5 separate regions of the Mus musculus genome follow, and regions 1, 3, 4 and 5 are each linked to region 2. A link is a contact called in public Hi-C, HiChIP or PLAC-seq and promoter capture Hi-C data. All regions are on one chromosome and are shown on one strand. Each heading gives the region's core, a stretch centred on a gene start, on an enhancer-like site or on the middle of the called end of the contact. The rest is flanking DNA. Distances are from core to core; before and after follow the strand shown. Region 1 holds the start of Ddi2 (DNA-damage inducible protein 2). Region 2 holds the start of Zbtb17 (zinc finger and BTB domain containing 17). Region 3 overlaps Agmat (agmatine ureohydrolase (agmatinase)). Region 4 holds the start of Efhd2 (EF hand domain containing 2). Region 5 holds the start of Fbxo42 (F-box protein 42).

The links. Promoter capture Hi-C pulls out the DNA fragments that hold promoters and counts their contacts. Hi-C and Micro-C count contacts between places; a contact is called where the count stands out from the background. HiChIP or PLAC-seq counts read pairs in DNA pulled down with a chosen protein or histone mark.
Region 1: a promoter capture Hi-C map of liver shows a contact between it and region 2, with 2.5 times the contacts expected there. The contact joins the promoter of Ddi2 here to the promoter of Zbtb17 in region 2. A contact is called at or near these places in 3 of 39 promoter capture datasets (liver, macrophages and pre-B cells), 2 of 484 Hi-C or Micro-C datasets (CD4 T cells and regulatory T cells), 7 of 115 datasets of contacts at active chromatin or transcription factors (bone marrow-derived macrophages, effector CD8 T cells, embryonic midbrain and 3 more) and 3 of 9 other capture datasets (adipose tissue, liver and pancreatic islet).
Region 3: a Hi-C map of erythroblasts shows a contact between it and region 2, with 4 times the contacts expected there. The contact joins the enhancer-like site here to the promoter of Zbtb17 in region 2. A contact is called at or near these places in 2 of 39 promoter capture datasets (embryonic stem cells and hematopoietic stem and progenitor cells), 1 of 484 Hi-C or Micro-C datasets (erythroblasts) and 1 of 9 other capture datasets (pancreatic islet).
Region 4: a contact with region 2 is called in a FOXA1 HiChIP or PLAC-seq map of pancreatic cancer cells. The contact joins the promoter of Efhd2 here to the promoter of Zbtb17 in region 2. A contact is called at or near these places in 3 of 115 datasets of contacts at active chromatin or transcription factors (bone marrow-derived macrophages, memory CD8 T cells and pancreatic cancer cells).
Region 5: a contact with region 2 is called in a promoter capture Hi-C map of liver, with 2.7 times the contacts expected there. The contact joins the promoter of Fbxo42 here to the promoter of Zbtb17 in region 2. A contact is called at or near these places in 2 of 39 promoter capture datasets (hippocampal neurons and liver), 4 of 484 Hi-C or Micro-C datasets (CD4 T cells, CD8 T cells and regulatory T cells), 6 of 115 datasets of contacts at active chromatin or transcription factors (effector CD8 T cells, embryonic stem cells, memory CD8 T cells and 2 more) and 2 of 9 other capture datasets (adipose tissue and pancreatic islet).

Annotation. Positions count from the first base shown.
Region 1 is chr4:141,721,977-141,724,676 of GRCm38.p6, forward strand. It overlaps Ddi2 (DNA-damage inducible protein 2), which reads right to left and starts at 1,443. Exons shown (of 10, transcript NM_001017966.2): 1 at 1,081-1,443. The coding sequence starts at 1,218.
Region 2 is chr4:141,443,282-141,445,981 of GRCm38.p6, forward strand. It overlaps Zbtb17 (zinc finger and BTB domain containing 17), which reads left to right and starts at 1,392. Exons shown (of 16, transcript NM_009541.2): 1 at 1,392-1,521. It overlaps Gm42337, which reads right to left. Exons shown (of 4, transcript XM_030253993.1): 3 at 1,312-1,902; 4 at 705-1,023. The coding sequence ends at 956.
Region 3 is chr4:141,758,066-141,760,765 of GRCm38.p6, forward strand. Agmat (agmatine ureohydrolase (agmatinase)) reads left to right here. Exons shown (of 7, transcript NM_001081408.1): 6 at 274-358; 7 at 933-1,198. The coding sequence ends at 1,006. Among named protein-coding and RNA genes, the nearest start is that of Agmat, 13 kb to the left of the region's middle. Within about 2 kb of position 1,321, at least 9 of the 459 cell types and tissues checked have an H3K27ac peak or open chromatin away from gene starts, as enhancers often do. A contact at or near this core is called in erythroblasts, where this site is marked.
Region 4 is chr4:141,873,643-141,876,342 of GRCm38.p6, forward strand. It overlaps Efhd2 (EF hand domain containing 2), which reads right to left and starts at 1,278. Exons shown (of 4, transcript NM_025994.3): 1 at 918-1,278. The coding sequence starts at 1,225.
Region 5 is chr4:141,146,561-141,149,260 of GRCm38.p6, forward strand. It overlaps Fbxo42 (F-box protein 42), which reads left to right and starts at 1,362. Exons shown (of 10, transcript NM_172518.3): 1 at 1,362-1,619.

The DNA of each region.
Region 1 (2,700 bases), core at 193-2,692, 280 kb after region 2:
TAGGTTTTTGTGGGTTAATTTTTCTGTGGAAATTGGGGGAACTGTTTATTCCCAACTTTTGCCAGACCGCGTATGTGAGTGACACCTCCTTCCCTAAAATAGATCCTTCCAGAAAGAGCTGCATGCCAAGGTTCTAAAGTTCACATTGTGTGAAGGAATGGTACTTCTGAACACAATATTGACACGCAGAGTTTACCGTAAGTCAGGACAGAACAGGCAGTCGTTGGGCAACAGTTTTTGGAACTATTTCATAATTGCAGAAGGAAATCAAGATTTACATTCTGGGGCCTTGGGAGCTGTCTATAATTTTCTGGTGTTTAGACTACACCCAGCGGGGGCCACTTTGGTTAGAATCTTAAGGGATTTAGTGCAAAGGTTACAAAATAGTCCACCTATTGTTTGATGAAGTCTACTAAGGACACCAAAGCATTTTGAGAATATATTTTCTTGTTAAAACATGAGAAGGCTGAACTCCTGGCCGCCGAATCCCTCGGGGGTCTTCAGACAGTAGGCCATTTTCAAGCTAATATCCTTCGAAAGCACTGAGCTTTGAACTGACCCAACTAAACTGGGCCCAGAAAGGAGGAGGGCTTTGGCCTGAGAGAAGCAGACAGACTGAGTTAACCTAACCATTACTTTAATTAATATATGACATATATATATGTGTGTGTGTGTATACATATATAATAAATTAACCAAAAATGTATGCATTTCCAGAGACGTCAATGGCAGAGTGAGTCTCAAACTTTTTCCCCTCACTTTCAACCGCAAATCTGCATTCTCCCAGGTAGTAAACTGCGCATATTGGAGCGGTCCAAATAAGCGAACCCCAGGCAGGCGTCGTTCTCCCAGTGATCCAAACTGGTATTTCTGGTCGGAAAGTCAGGAGATCCCGGATGAGGACCCAGGCTCCCGAAGGCCAGAAGGTGGGGAGGGCTGCCCGCCCGCGCACGTGCCCCTCTAGCTGCAGTGGGTGCATCCACGGGCGGCTGCAGGACTCGGCCCCCGCCGGCCCCCAGCTCCCCCCGCCCCCGGCCACAGCGGCCGGAGGCCCCCGCTCGCTGCCGCACCCCGGCGTACCTGGCTCTCGGCGGCGGGGATGCCGGACTCGAGCTCGCACAGCGCGCGGAAGTTGTGCAGCTCGAAGTCGGCGTCGACCTGGAGGGAAAAGGTCACCTCGGAGAGGTCCCTCCGCACACAGTACACGGTGAGCAGCATGGCCCGGGCCCGACCCGGCTCGACTCGGCCCGGCCTGGGCGCTGGGCGGAAGGCAGTCGGCGGCTGGGGAGACCTGGCGGCAGCGGCGGGAGGGCGACGGGCGCGGGCTGCTCGCTCGCTCGCTCGCTCGCTCCTTTCCTCCCTCACACGCGCGCAATGACTCACTCGCTCCCGCCCTCGGCAGCCAGCGCGGCCGCCGCCACCCGCCTGCGACGCCGTCTGCCTGCCTGCCGGCCTGCCTCCCACCGCTGCCGTCAAGCTCGCGGGCCGCCCGCCCGGCGCCCCGCCCCGTCGCAACGCCACGGCCGTAAAGCGCGCCAGGCTGCCGGCAGCCTTCGCGACGCTAGGCTGTGGGGCAGGGCGGGGCTGGGGAGACTGGAGGGAGGAATGGGGATGCGGGGTGGGGGAACCCCACGATTTAATGCTTGAGCTCCGGAGTATTCCAGGATCCCAGTCCCAGTTAGTCATCCAACGGGGACCTACTGTGCGAATGGCGTGTGCATAAAAATGGTTGAAAGACAAATTAAGCACATCTTTCTAAAACAGAGTTTTCGTAATGGAAGTTGTCATTTCAGTAATATTAACTCGGTTTCGACTTGGTAATGAATGTAGGACGAAAATCCAGATCCTTTGCTGTGCTCGAGGCCCATCCCAGCCTGCGGGCTGGCATGGCTGCGCTGGCAGCCACACACACACAGCACAGTTCTTAGTTAACTCACTCTCAGACTGCATCCAGCACTGGACGTTTACTGGGTACGGTTTAGAATTTACTCCGTATACTGGGACTGGTAGCGCAAACCTGTAATCCCAGCTACTCAGGAGGGTGAACAGAAGGCTGGCAAATTCCAAGCCTGCCTGGATCATAAGTGTTCCAGTCTGAACAATTTACTTTAATGGTATAGATAAAATACCTTGTTGACATCTTGCCTACCAGGACCAAGCTCAACCTCAGCAGGACAAAAAGACAGTACTTGGGAAACAGTCGTTATTTTAGTGGCCACTCAATTCATAAGAAGATGTAGATACCAAGAATGGTAAAAATCCGAAAACATCTCCCGGGCCCACTAGGGTGGTCCACATTTGTAATCCCAGCACTCAGGAGTGTTTGGTTTCCAGTCCTGGATTAGGGGCTGAGGTATGCATTGTACAAATCAAAGGCTCAAGGTTCTCCTGACATCCCTCTGTCCCTACCTGGCAGGGACTCAGCTGCCCTTCCCCCAGAGACTCTTCTGCATTTAATACAGATATCATATCATATATGATATCATTGGTCTCTCTCTCCCCCCCACCCCCATTCTCTTTCTTTCTTTCTCTCTTTCTCTCTTTCTTTCTTTCTTTCTTTCTTTCTTTCTTTCTTTCTTTCTTTCTTTCTTTTCCCTCTTCTCCTTTCCCTTCCCATGGCGACTAATATGGCTTCCTTCCTCTCCTTCCTTGGGACCAGTGAATTCGTCCTCCTGACAGAAGCTTCCCAACCCAACAAAC
Region 2 (2,700 bases), core at 142-2,641:
AAGTGCTGGGATTAAGGTGTGCATCACACTCAGCTAAGTCTTTGTTCTTTGAAGAGTTTTCAGTGAAATTATAAATAACAGTTAATATTCTGCAGTCCTGGCATAGTAATTAAATACAAACCCACCCTGGCTGCCAGCCCTGACCTTCTTCATGCCCTTCCCATATCACTTCCTCCCTGGGAATGGAGCCTGCATTCTCAGTCATGCTAGGCTAGTATTTTACCACTGACCTACATCTTTAGTTCTAATCTAATTTCCAACCTTCAGGACACTGAAGCCTGAGGTTTCCATACGATAGGTTGACTGGCCAATAAATCCCTGGGATTACAGAATGCACCACTCCTAGATTTTATTACTATTATTTATTTAATGTTTACTTAAATTCTATGAGTATTTTGCCTGCATGCTTGTATGTATGTCTAATTCCTGCAAATAGCAGAAGGCATCAGATCTCTTGAAATTGGAGTCACCATGTGGGTGCCGGGAATCGAAGCCAAGTTCTCTACAAGAGCAAAAGTGTCCTTAACCTCTGAGCTATCTCTCCTGCCAGCCCCCTGGCTTTTACCGTGGTTTTCAAGATAGAGCTTGTGTAGCAAGCAAGCACTTGTGCCACTGACCTGGCCCGCGGGTCAGTAAACAGGGTCTGAGAGAGAGAGAGTGGGGACAGGGGCAAGAGACGCGAAGAATGGAGACAAGACAGGCTATCTGATCAAATCTCATTTATTGGAAGGCAACTATGGGTATATATGCACTTGCTGGGAGTATGGCAGGAGATACTTAACCACAAATCCAGGATATGTAAGAGAAAAACAAGATGTTATCAGAGTGTGTTCAGCTGTGGTGGGCTTCTTGCAAAAACATCATGGTAGGAAAACAAGTCTCTTGTCAGGGTGGAAAAGTACCAACTTGTAAGTAAATAGCCCGAGATGGCTGCAGAGATGACAGCCGCTTTCTGCTAGGAGTCGGCTCCCAACAGGCCACTGAGTAATTTATTTACCCAGTCCGAGTTGCTGGGTTTGATCCCTAATACAACAAACAAACAAATAAATAAAATTACCAAAACCATAAAGGGAGTCACAAGTAGGTCCACATCTTTCCTTTGTCACAAAGATGTTTGAGTAATCCTTTTGCACCTAAGTTTTCACTCCTCCCAAAGAGAGGAGAAAGAACTCGGTTGTATCGTGTGAGCAATGAGACAATAAACAGTAAAGAGCTTAACACAGAGTCCGGTGCACAGCAAGTGTCCCGGCAGCTCTCTGTGGAGCCGGAAAACAAGGGTTAAAAGAGGTCCAACTCCAGAAGAGCACTAACTTTCGGCTGGCACGGCGCATGCGCCTGCCGGCGGTCGCGCACCTCGGACGAGCGCTGCGCCAGCGACGGAAGTCCCAGCCGGGAAGCCAGCGAGGTCGGTTCCGCCCGGTTCTAACATGGCGGCGCCCTTTGTCTGCTGTGAAGCGCTGCCCCCGGCCTTCTCGCGGCCGTGATGCACCTCCATCTGTGGTGGGGTTCGGGACATGGCAGGTGAGGCCCGGGCGGCGCCAGCGGTCCGGAAGTCCCGGGAGGCGGGACCCGAGGCGGCCGGGGACCGGGGCCACGGGACGCCGGGACGGTTGTGTGGGGGAGGGGAGGCCCGGGCGGAGGGCGCCGCGGGGCCCCGGGGCGGCGGGAGCGGCCCGGAGGGGTGGCCATGCACCCGCGCGGCCGACGGGGCGCGAGTCGCCTCCCGGGCTGGGTGACACCGCGGCTGGTGGCATCTCCGCCCCCGCCGCCGGGCTGTCACCGCCCCCTGACCCCGCGCGCCGGCTGCGGCGGGTGGGCGTGCTGCGGCCGCGTGGGGGCGAAGTGCGGGGCGGCGCGGGGCTGGTGGGGGCGACCTGGATGTGTCCCGGACCGGGAGCCGCACTGACCTCCCGTCACAGACCGTTCATTCATTCACTCGTCATCCATCCCACCATCCCTCCATCCCGTTTCCCTCGTTTCTCTCCGCCCCTGACAGATCTGAGGACAGAGCAGAAGTGCGGGCGGACTGGGTCCCCGAGTGCGACTAGGGTTCTCAGCTCCAAGCGGAGACTCTCTCCACCCCAGTATCCTCATCCTTAAAATGGGGTTATAATAAAATCTGTCTTCTGAGATGTGTGAGGGGTTACGTGGTATGTTGTCCAGGGCCTAGCATGGCCAGTTAAGAGCGTGAACGCGTGGAAAGTCCCTTGCTGCTGTTAAGTGTCATCACCGGCATCAGCGTTCAGAGCTCAGAGACTCACGTGGGAGAGAGAAACGGGCTTTCCAGATGTCAGTGCGCTGCAGGAAGGGAGCCTGACTTGGGAAACCGTACACAGTTTAGGTGAACCTAGGGAGTCCCCGTGTTTCAGAAAGCTGAGCCGAAAGGTTCCACGGGGGAGTGAGGCAGAAGGACAAGGGCATCCTAAGTTGAAGGTGTTGTCTGTACGAATGTTCAAGCTCCTCTTCCTCCGTCAGAGGTGGGTGGTAAAGTCAGCAGGCTCAGCTGAAGTCTTTGGGGATGCTGCAAACCCAGTTCAGCACTTTAACTTTTAGGTTAATGGGAAGGCATTTAAGAAGCCGGTTTGTGGACCAGAAAGATCACAGGTTGAGGCAGGCTGAAGAGGCATAAAGGAGTGGGCCTGAAATCAGTTAGAGATTGCTAGATGCTGGGTGGTGGTGGTGAACTTCTTTAATCCCGGC
Region 3 (2,700 bases), core at 71-2,570, 310 kb after region 2:
TCGAACTCAAAAATTCACCTGCCTCTGCCTCCTGAGTGCTGGGATTAAAGGCGTGTGCCACCACACCCAGCCTGTCTCAAGGATCTTGACATAAGACATTGCCTGGTTTGACTCCACTATCACACCCCAGAGCCCCTAGTAGAGAGGGGCTGTGTGCTGTGAATTGTGTACCTTAAACAGCATCGAGGCTGTAGCCAGCACCCGCCTAGGCCAAGGATGGGTATCTGGGCCTCTATTTTCACTGGAAATGACTGTCACATTTACCTTGGACAGGCTCTGGAGATCATCCGGGGCTGCCAAGGCCTGAATGTGGTGGGCTGCGATCTTGTGGAAGTCTCCCCGCCGTATGATCTCTCTGGTGAGTGAGGGGAAAGAATGATCCATGGGGTAGCTGTGAGCTTACATTAGATCCATCTAATGAGGTAGGCCTCCATGTTCACCTCGGGGACCCCGTGGAGAAGATCCAGCAGCGAAGAGAGAAGCCTGCCCCCACAAACCCGACAGGCACGAGCTAATGCAAGGAACAAAACCCCTGGGAGGAGCCAGCTGTTGCTGGTTAGTGACAGGGAGGCTCAGTGGCATCGCCTCTGATGTTTCATTGAGAAATGAATTTGCAAAGCATGCTTTGCTGTGAAGTAGGGGGTTGCTTTAGCTGACACCTGGGAAAAGGAGATGTCACCCCTATAATTCTAACTGGAAGAAAGAAGAAAGCTTCCAGTTAGGCCGAGGGTGGGCCCTGAGCAGCCATTAGTATCAAAGGTCCCTCAGGATTCTCCTACAGTCTCCAAAAGATGCTCGGTAGGGACTGAAGGCATGTTCACAGGCAGGTGGCATCCCGAGTGCAGAAGCCAGGGCTCTGGGAAGGCTAGAGTCCTTGGAGAGTGGCTTTGGGGAGGCGTGTGCCAGCTTCATAGCCTTTCTCTCCCTCTTAGGTAACACAGCCCTCCTAGCAGCTAACCTGCTGTTTGAGATGCTGTGTGCTCTCCCCAAAGTGACAACTGTCTGAGTCTGTGTTCCTGAAGACAAAACAGACTATGTCATGACAGAGCCTCAAGGACTTGTGAGCCAGCAGTGCAAGGACCAAAGAAAGCTTTCTGTGAAATGTCACCACTGGCTGCAAACAAGGACAACTGGGACACTAACCCAAACAGCTCGTGTCTCCTTCCTTCCCTCCTAACATTAAAGCATTTCATTTTTATGTGTGCCTGTGGAGTTCAGAAGGGGGTGTGGGATTAATCCTCACGAGCTGGAGAGTTAAGATAGCAGTGAGCCACCACTGCATGCTGGGAGCTGGATCTGCATCCTCTGTAATAGTAAGTGCTCTTAACTGATAGCCATCATCTTTCCACCCAAGCTCGTTCTGCGAGACAAGAGTTCCCCTGTGTAGCCCTGGCTGTCCTGGAACTCACTCTGTAGACCAGGCTGGCCTCAAACTCAAGAGATCCACCTGCCTCTGCCTCTGAGTGCTGGGATTAAAGGCGTGCACCACCACTGCATGGCTAAAGTTCACATTCCTAAGGAGAAATGCAGCAGCCCCCGGTCTGGTGATGCACCTTGGCACACACCTGTAGTCCCAACACTTGGGAGGCTGAGGCAGGAGGACTGTTACAAATTTGAGCCTAACTAGGGTTATATAGCAAGAATGCCAGACTCAGGAAACCAGAACCCGTCATCTGGCCAGTCTCTACTGCTTTAACTTTGTTCCCTTTCATAGAAGGTGGAGGAAACAGGAGAAGGAGACAAGTCAACTGGAAAGGCCCGAGAAGTAGCGCAGGGCAGGCATTCCGTCTCCACAGCATCTGTCTCTACAGTGGAATACCGAGGCAGGGGAGTTCATGTGTGTCTGAGGCTAACCTGATTGAGAGCGTAAGACCCATTACTACCCTTCACCTCAAACAAGACTAGGGGTAAAAACTAAACCAGATGCTGCCAGCTTGCTCTGAGAGAACTCTTAACTCTCTCTGTATACCTCGGGTTTGCATTATCTGCCCTTCAGGTTGACAGCCCCTCTATGCCTGCCATCTCCCGTGCCTGCTCTGACAGAAAGCACTATTGAGTGTCATACAACTCTAATAATGTATCCATGAATCACCTTGCAATTCCAGAGGTGCCCCAGAGCCATCACACATTAAAATAGTTTATTTGTTTCCAGTCCGTAATATTCTTAAAACAAAATAACATTAGCTTTAGTGCCTGTTCACAATACAAAACCAAACCAAACAAAACTGAAAAGGAAAAACATAAAACATAAAAGACACAATTTGTCAAATAAATTATTTGTTCTTAGTAGTATCAAAAGTGCAAAATAGCCACCTTCCTCTCAGATCTGCCTCCAGGTACAGCTATCCTTTCTAACAATGGCAGCAGATTCTGTCCCGCCGTTGTTTTCAAGGGCACGTGGACACGTGGACACAGCTGACATTTCATCCGCATCCTCTTCTTAACAACGATTTACCTGTTTACTTAGTTACGGTGCTAGGACTGAAGACCACGGAGCCTCCCCAAGCACTACACAAGCACTCTCACGCCCCGCCCCAGTCTGGGATCATTTGTCTTATAGCCCAAGCTGGTCTCACCTGCTCATGCTAAGGATGACCCCCAAGTCCGGATTTTCCTGCCTCTGCTTCCCGACTGCTGGGATTACAGGCATGTGCCACCACATCTCTGCATCAACATTTAAGGGATTGTACCTAATTCCGC
Region 4 (2,700 bases), core at 28-2,527, 430 kb after region 2:
CACTGCACAACCACGGAGTGAAGGGGTTCGAGGTGGGGGGGCGGGGTAATGGGGGAGAAGGGAGGGAGGGGAGGAAGGTGGACTCACAGTGTATGAAGAGGGGCTAAGTCCCAGGGGACTCTGTCCTGATGATAGGGGAGTTACATGTTTGTAGACTGGGGGACAGGGACAGAGGAGCCCTTCCCTAGCAAGACCGCACAGTGTTAAGGAAATGGAACCTGGTCAACAGGGTGGGCGGGAATGGAAAGGCCTGAAGAGTTTTCACCCACAGTAAGTAAACATAGTATAGCTGAGGGTGTGTGTGTGTGTGTGTGTGTGTGTGTGTGTGTGTTGGGGGGAGGGGGTTGTGGACCCAACCTAGTAGGAGAGAGTCCATAACTAAGCAGAAGAAATTAAAGGACCCAGTAAAAGGCACAAGTCTGGCATGGGTGCCGGGGGGAATGTCCCCTTAAGAGGCAGTAGGGTTGCCTTATTGCGGTGGGGGTAGGGAGTCCAGTAGTTAGGACGGAGCGGAAGGGAAGCCACCGGCCCTTTCTCCCTTTCTCGATATGTTTGGGTGTAGGGTGGTGGGTGCAGTAACATTAACAGTGGGAAGGAGGTCGGTACCCTGTGTGGTGGTAGTGACTCGCTGGGGACCTGCGATTATCTGGAAGGAACCTCAGGGAGCCCCCAATCCGCGTGGGCTATTCCGAGGGCAGTATCACCAGGAGGAGGGGTCACATGTCAGGAACGGGAGCTCCCCAGATCCACTTGCGTGCTGGGGTGGTGGGTCTGGAAGCCTCGTGGCTCTTTAGAAAAGCAGCAGAGTTCCCCACCCTGGTGAGACGGGGTTCTGGGGGAATCTAATTGGGGATACGGGAGGTTAGGGCCCGAGGCCGGGTCTAGGGTGGTGGGGAACCGGGTGCAGGGGCACTTACTGCTTGAACATCTTCTCCATGTCTTTGATCTGCTTCCTGGAGAACTCCTTGAACTCGGTGTAGGGGTTGAAGACGCGGCGGCTGGGCGACTGTGGCTCGCCGATGCCCTGGTTGAGGTCCGCGCGCCGCAGCAGCTTGGCGCTCAGCTCGTCGTCCGCGCTGCCCAACGCCTGGGCAGTCTCGTCGGGAGCCTCGGCCGCCGCCGCCGCCGCCGCCCCGTTGAGCCCCGGCTGCTCCGTCGCCTCGCCGCCTTCGCCCTCCATCTGCAGCCTCCGGCTCAGCTTGCTGGCCAACTCGTCCGTGGCCATGGTGGCCCGCGCAGCGCTGCCTCGGCCGGGCCCCTGCTCTGCGCCGCGCTCCCGGCCGCGCTCTTCCTCTTCCTGACACTCCCCGCCGCCAGGCGCCGCCCTGAAGGTGGGACTTAGGGGACCGCCCGCCCCCGGGCTGGCTCCCGCCGCCTTTGCCGCGTGCCGGGTCCTTCTCTATCCCCGGAGGGGGGTAGGGGGGTCAAGTGCATTCCGCTCCCCAGCTCCTCATCATCGTTCCCCTCCCTCCCCCACAGTGAAAAACCATCAACTTCTCTCTGATGACCTCTGGGTGACGCTGAGTCCCAGGAGCCCTCTGGAAGGAACCTGGGAAGGGGGTGTCCCAACCCTTCGGGAGGGAAGAGGGTCCGCTCGCAGGAGGTGGCTGTGTGTTCAGGGACTGGAGAGGGGCGCGGCTCTCAACCCGTTCTCTGAAAGGGGTTTGTGTCTCTGACACCCTGTCGGTTGCCATGGAGACCACTGGTAGTGAACCGCTGGGCGTTCTTGATAAGGTGGCAGGAATCTGAAGAAGGTGGACCCTAGCACTGGAGCCCAGTTGAGACTGTCTCCAGGGCTATCATGACTGGCGTCATTCAAAAGTGGGGTAGCTGCTATGAGGGAGATGGCACCCTACCAGTTCTCAAGGTCCCCAAAGAACTGGGAAAGGGGAAGGGGGTCGTCCTGTTACACGATGATTCAGCACAATAGCTGCCTGATCCGGCGGATGCCTGGGACTCTCCACCTCAGAGGGATTTCAGAGAGATCTCCATGTTGCCTCTTTGATGGGGATCCCAGAGGGGTGACCTCCTCCCCAAAGCGTCAGGAATGGGGGGAGCTGGAAAGGAGGAGCTCAGAGAGAATTTGTCTCTGTCATCTAGTCTGTCACTTCAAGAACAGCAAAGCTGGTCTGAAGAGAAGGCTCAGTTATTAAGAGTGGTTATTGCTCTTGTGGAGGACTGACATCCTAGCATCCGTGTAGGGTCCGGGTAGAGAGGGGCAAGTCACGAAAGGCCTGTAACTCCAGCACCAGGGATCCTAGACCCTCTTCTGGCCTGCTTATGCATCTGCACTCATGAGCATATATACCCCTCCCCCACACACACAGACTTAAAACTAAAGTAAATCTCTGGCCAGTCTCTGAGTTCAGTCAGCCTGGTCTACATCCAGGATAGCCAGGGCTCTATAGTAAGACTCCCTCCTTGATAGATGATAGATAATAGATAGACAGATAACAAACTCTGTTTGTTTGTTTGTTTTTCTTTTGGGGGTTTTGTTTTTTGAGACAGGGTTTCTCTGTGTAGCCCTGGCTGTCCTGGAACTCACTCTGTAGACCAGGCTGACCTCGAACTCAAGAAATCCGCCAGCTTCTGCCTCCCAAGTGCTGGGATTAAAGGCGTGCACTGTCCGGCGGTAACAAACTCTTAAACCTTCAAAGCTATGGTGTTCTGGCATCAACTGCAAGGTCACTAGCCATAATG
Region 5 (2,700 bases), core at 112-2,611, 300 kb before region 2:
AGAGACGGTCAAGACATGTACTGCTCTTGCAGGACCACCCAGGTTCAATCCCTAGCACCCACATGGCGGTGGTAGGGTCACAACTGCCTATAATTCCAGTTCCAGGGGATCTGACACCCTCTACTAGCCTCTAAGGGCACCCACACACGTGGTGCACAAGATATGCTCAGGCACACGCAATATTTACTGTATGTATGTTCACAAGTGTCATTGTTTGAGAATGAAGATCAGGGTGGAAACTGTGGGAGTTGGCATTGGTTTTCTCCCTCCATCATGTAGGTTCTAGGCATTGAACTCGGGTCTTCAAGCTTGGGGGAAGCACCCTTACCTGCTGAGCCATTTTGCAAGCCAAGACTTCTTTCTCTTTTTCTTTGAGACAGGGTCTCATTATGTAGACCATGCTGGCCTTGAACTCAGAAATCTACTTACCTCTGCTTCCCAAGTGCTGGGATTAATAGTCAACCACCATGCCAGGGCAATGGAATTTCTTAGTTTCTCACTTACTGCGTGCCAGAGTTTTTTCTAATGTTTATATGAGGAACATAAATGTTTTTTTTAGATTGAGGTTCCTCAAAGTAGATTCAAACTCCTGGATCAAGCAATTCTCGCCCTTAAACCTCCTGCATAACTGGACTTAAAGGAGTGTCACCAAGCCTCGTGGTACTTTTGACCTAGTACCACGTCTCACGGGCTATACAAGCCTAGGTCTACTTTATCCCAGGGCTATTCGCTTGATGTCTCAGAATGCTCCAATTGCACAAGAGCTTGAGCTCTCTATGTCTGGCATTTCCTTAAACCACATCTGCAGGGATGGGTTCTAGAAGGTTCTCACCTACACACAGCTTTCTTGAAGTGAGACTCTTTTGTGGGAGCGGGACCCCACTCCTCGGTGATGGCCACACTGGGAAGCACAGAGAAACACACAGGCTTGTTTCCTCCCAGGCTCCGCTCTACACCGGGAGTTTTGAGACTGGGTTTCCTCTTTTTTTTTTTTTTTTTTAAAGTTGGTAGCAACATAGCTGCTGCTACAGTTTCCAGAGGCTCCAACGCCGGGAGCTTCCTCTCCCTGGGGATATCTAAAAGGCACTTCCGTTCCCCATTGCCCTTTCTCTACGCTCAACCCGTGGGTACCTGGGGGCACAAGTGCCTTAATCTAAGTCTGCACTATCAAACAATCGGAAAAACAGCTCAGATACCAGCGCTCAGCCGCGCCGATCCTGATAAGAGTCCTAGAAAGCTCCGCGCCCTCGGCCCTTCTCAATATGGCGCCGCCCAGCGGCCGCCGCGCGGAAGGCCGGTCACGCTGACGTGTGTGCGCGCGCGCGCGCTTCCTCCGCGCCCCGCCTCAGCGCATGCGCACTGCGCGCTGTCGTCTCCCGGTCTGAGCAGCAGCGGCGGTGGCATCAGGGACGGCGGCGGCGGCGGTGGTAGCCGCGGCGGCGTTTGAGTGGAGGAAGATGGCGGCTCCGGGCGACCCCGGGTTCCGCCAGCGGTGAAGATCCCCCGAGCACAGCAAGCACCGGCCTGAGGCAGAGCGGCTGTGCTCTGGCCCCGGCCCTGGCTCCTTCGCCACCGTCGCCGGAGACGCGAAACCGAGAGCGCGGAGCGGTCTGGGCCAGGTGAGGCCTCTCCCGGTGCGGGGCCGCGGCCAGGCGCCGACGCCTCTTGCGCTTCATGCCCGGGGACCCCGGGGCACCCCGAGTCCGGCGCGGGCCCCGTGTCCTGCGCGGGCGTGGGTCTTGGCGGGCCTGGGGTCTTGCTGTCGTCATCCTCGGCTTCCCAGGCTAAGGTGGGGACGTGCGCCCCTTTGCAGCCAGCTCTCGGGATGGGCGCAGACCTGTGCCCTCTCCTCAGCAGGGTGGTCCGGGTCCTCCTCCAGGCCGGGAAAGGATGCGCGGTCAGGGGGTGGAGAATGGCTTTCGGGGTGTCATGGAGCCTCACCCCGCCCCCTGAAACCCTGAAGTCCTCGGTGAAGAGCGGGAGCCCGCTTGCTGCCCTCCTGAATTGGGGCTGCGGCGAGGGGGCCGGCGGGCGTCTCAGAAGCTGCAGCTGCCCAAGAGATGATTTTTTTGGGGAATCGGCTGACGAAATAAAACACAAGCAGTTCCTTCCCTGACCCCTAGCCGTCTGAGTGTTCTCTTAGTGGGAACTGCAGCTCTCCTGGCTGGAGACAGCAGTCCACGTTGTGACTGAAGAAGGCTTGCCCCGGTGAGAATTGTCCGTGGAGGGTGGCAACGAGTTTGTAAATCAAGAAAACCACAATTAGGTGAGAGAGCCTGGTAGCTTCAGCTGAGAAAACTTGAGATGCTGGAGTTGGTTGGAAACCTTTGGAATAAGCCGGTTGCTTTGTCTGTTGGATCCTCGGAGTTTTAGTAGGAAAAGCCATGTTTCGTTTCTCAGTTGCCAAAGCGTTTGGACTTTACAGTGGCAGCGTTCCGATGGATCTAAGATACAGAACCAGACAGACACATTACTGGGTTTCACTTGCCGGAGGCAACACTCGATTATTTTTGTTATTTATTTATTTTTCTCGGAACTTTTTTGTTGTTGTTTAAGTGGTAGTAATTGAGAGTCTTTAGTTTCATTTCTTTAGGGTAGAGAAGATGTTTGATGCCGGGTGGCCTTTTCATGGAGCAAGAATGGCTTCACATGGATTTGTGCTGTTGTGAATTGTCGGGGCCATCTCTTTTGCTTGGACAC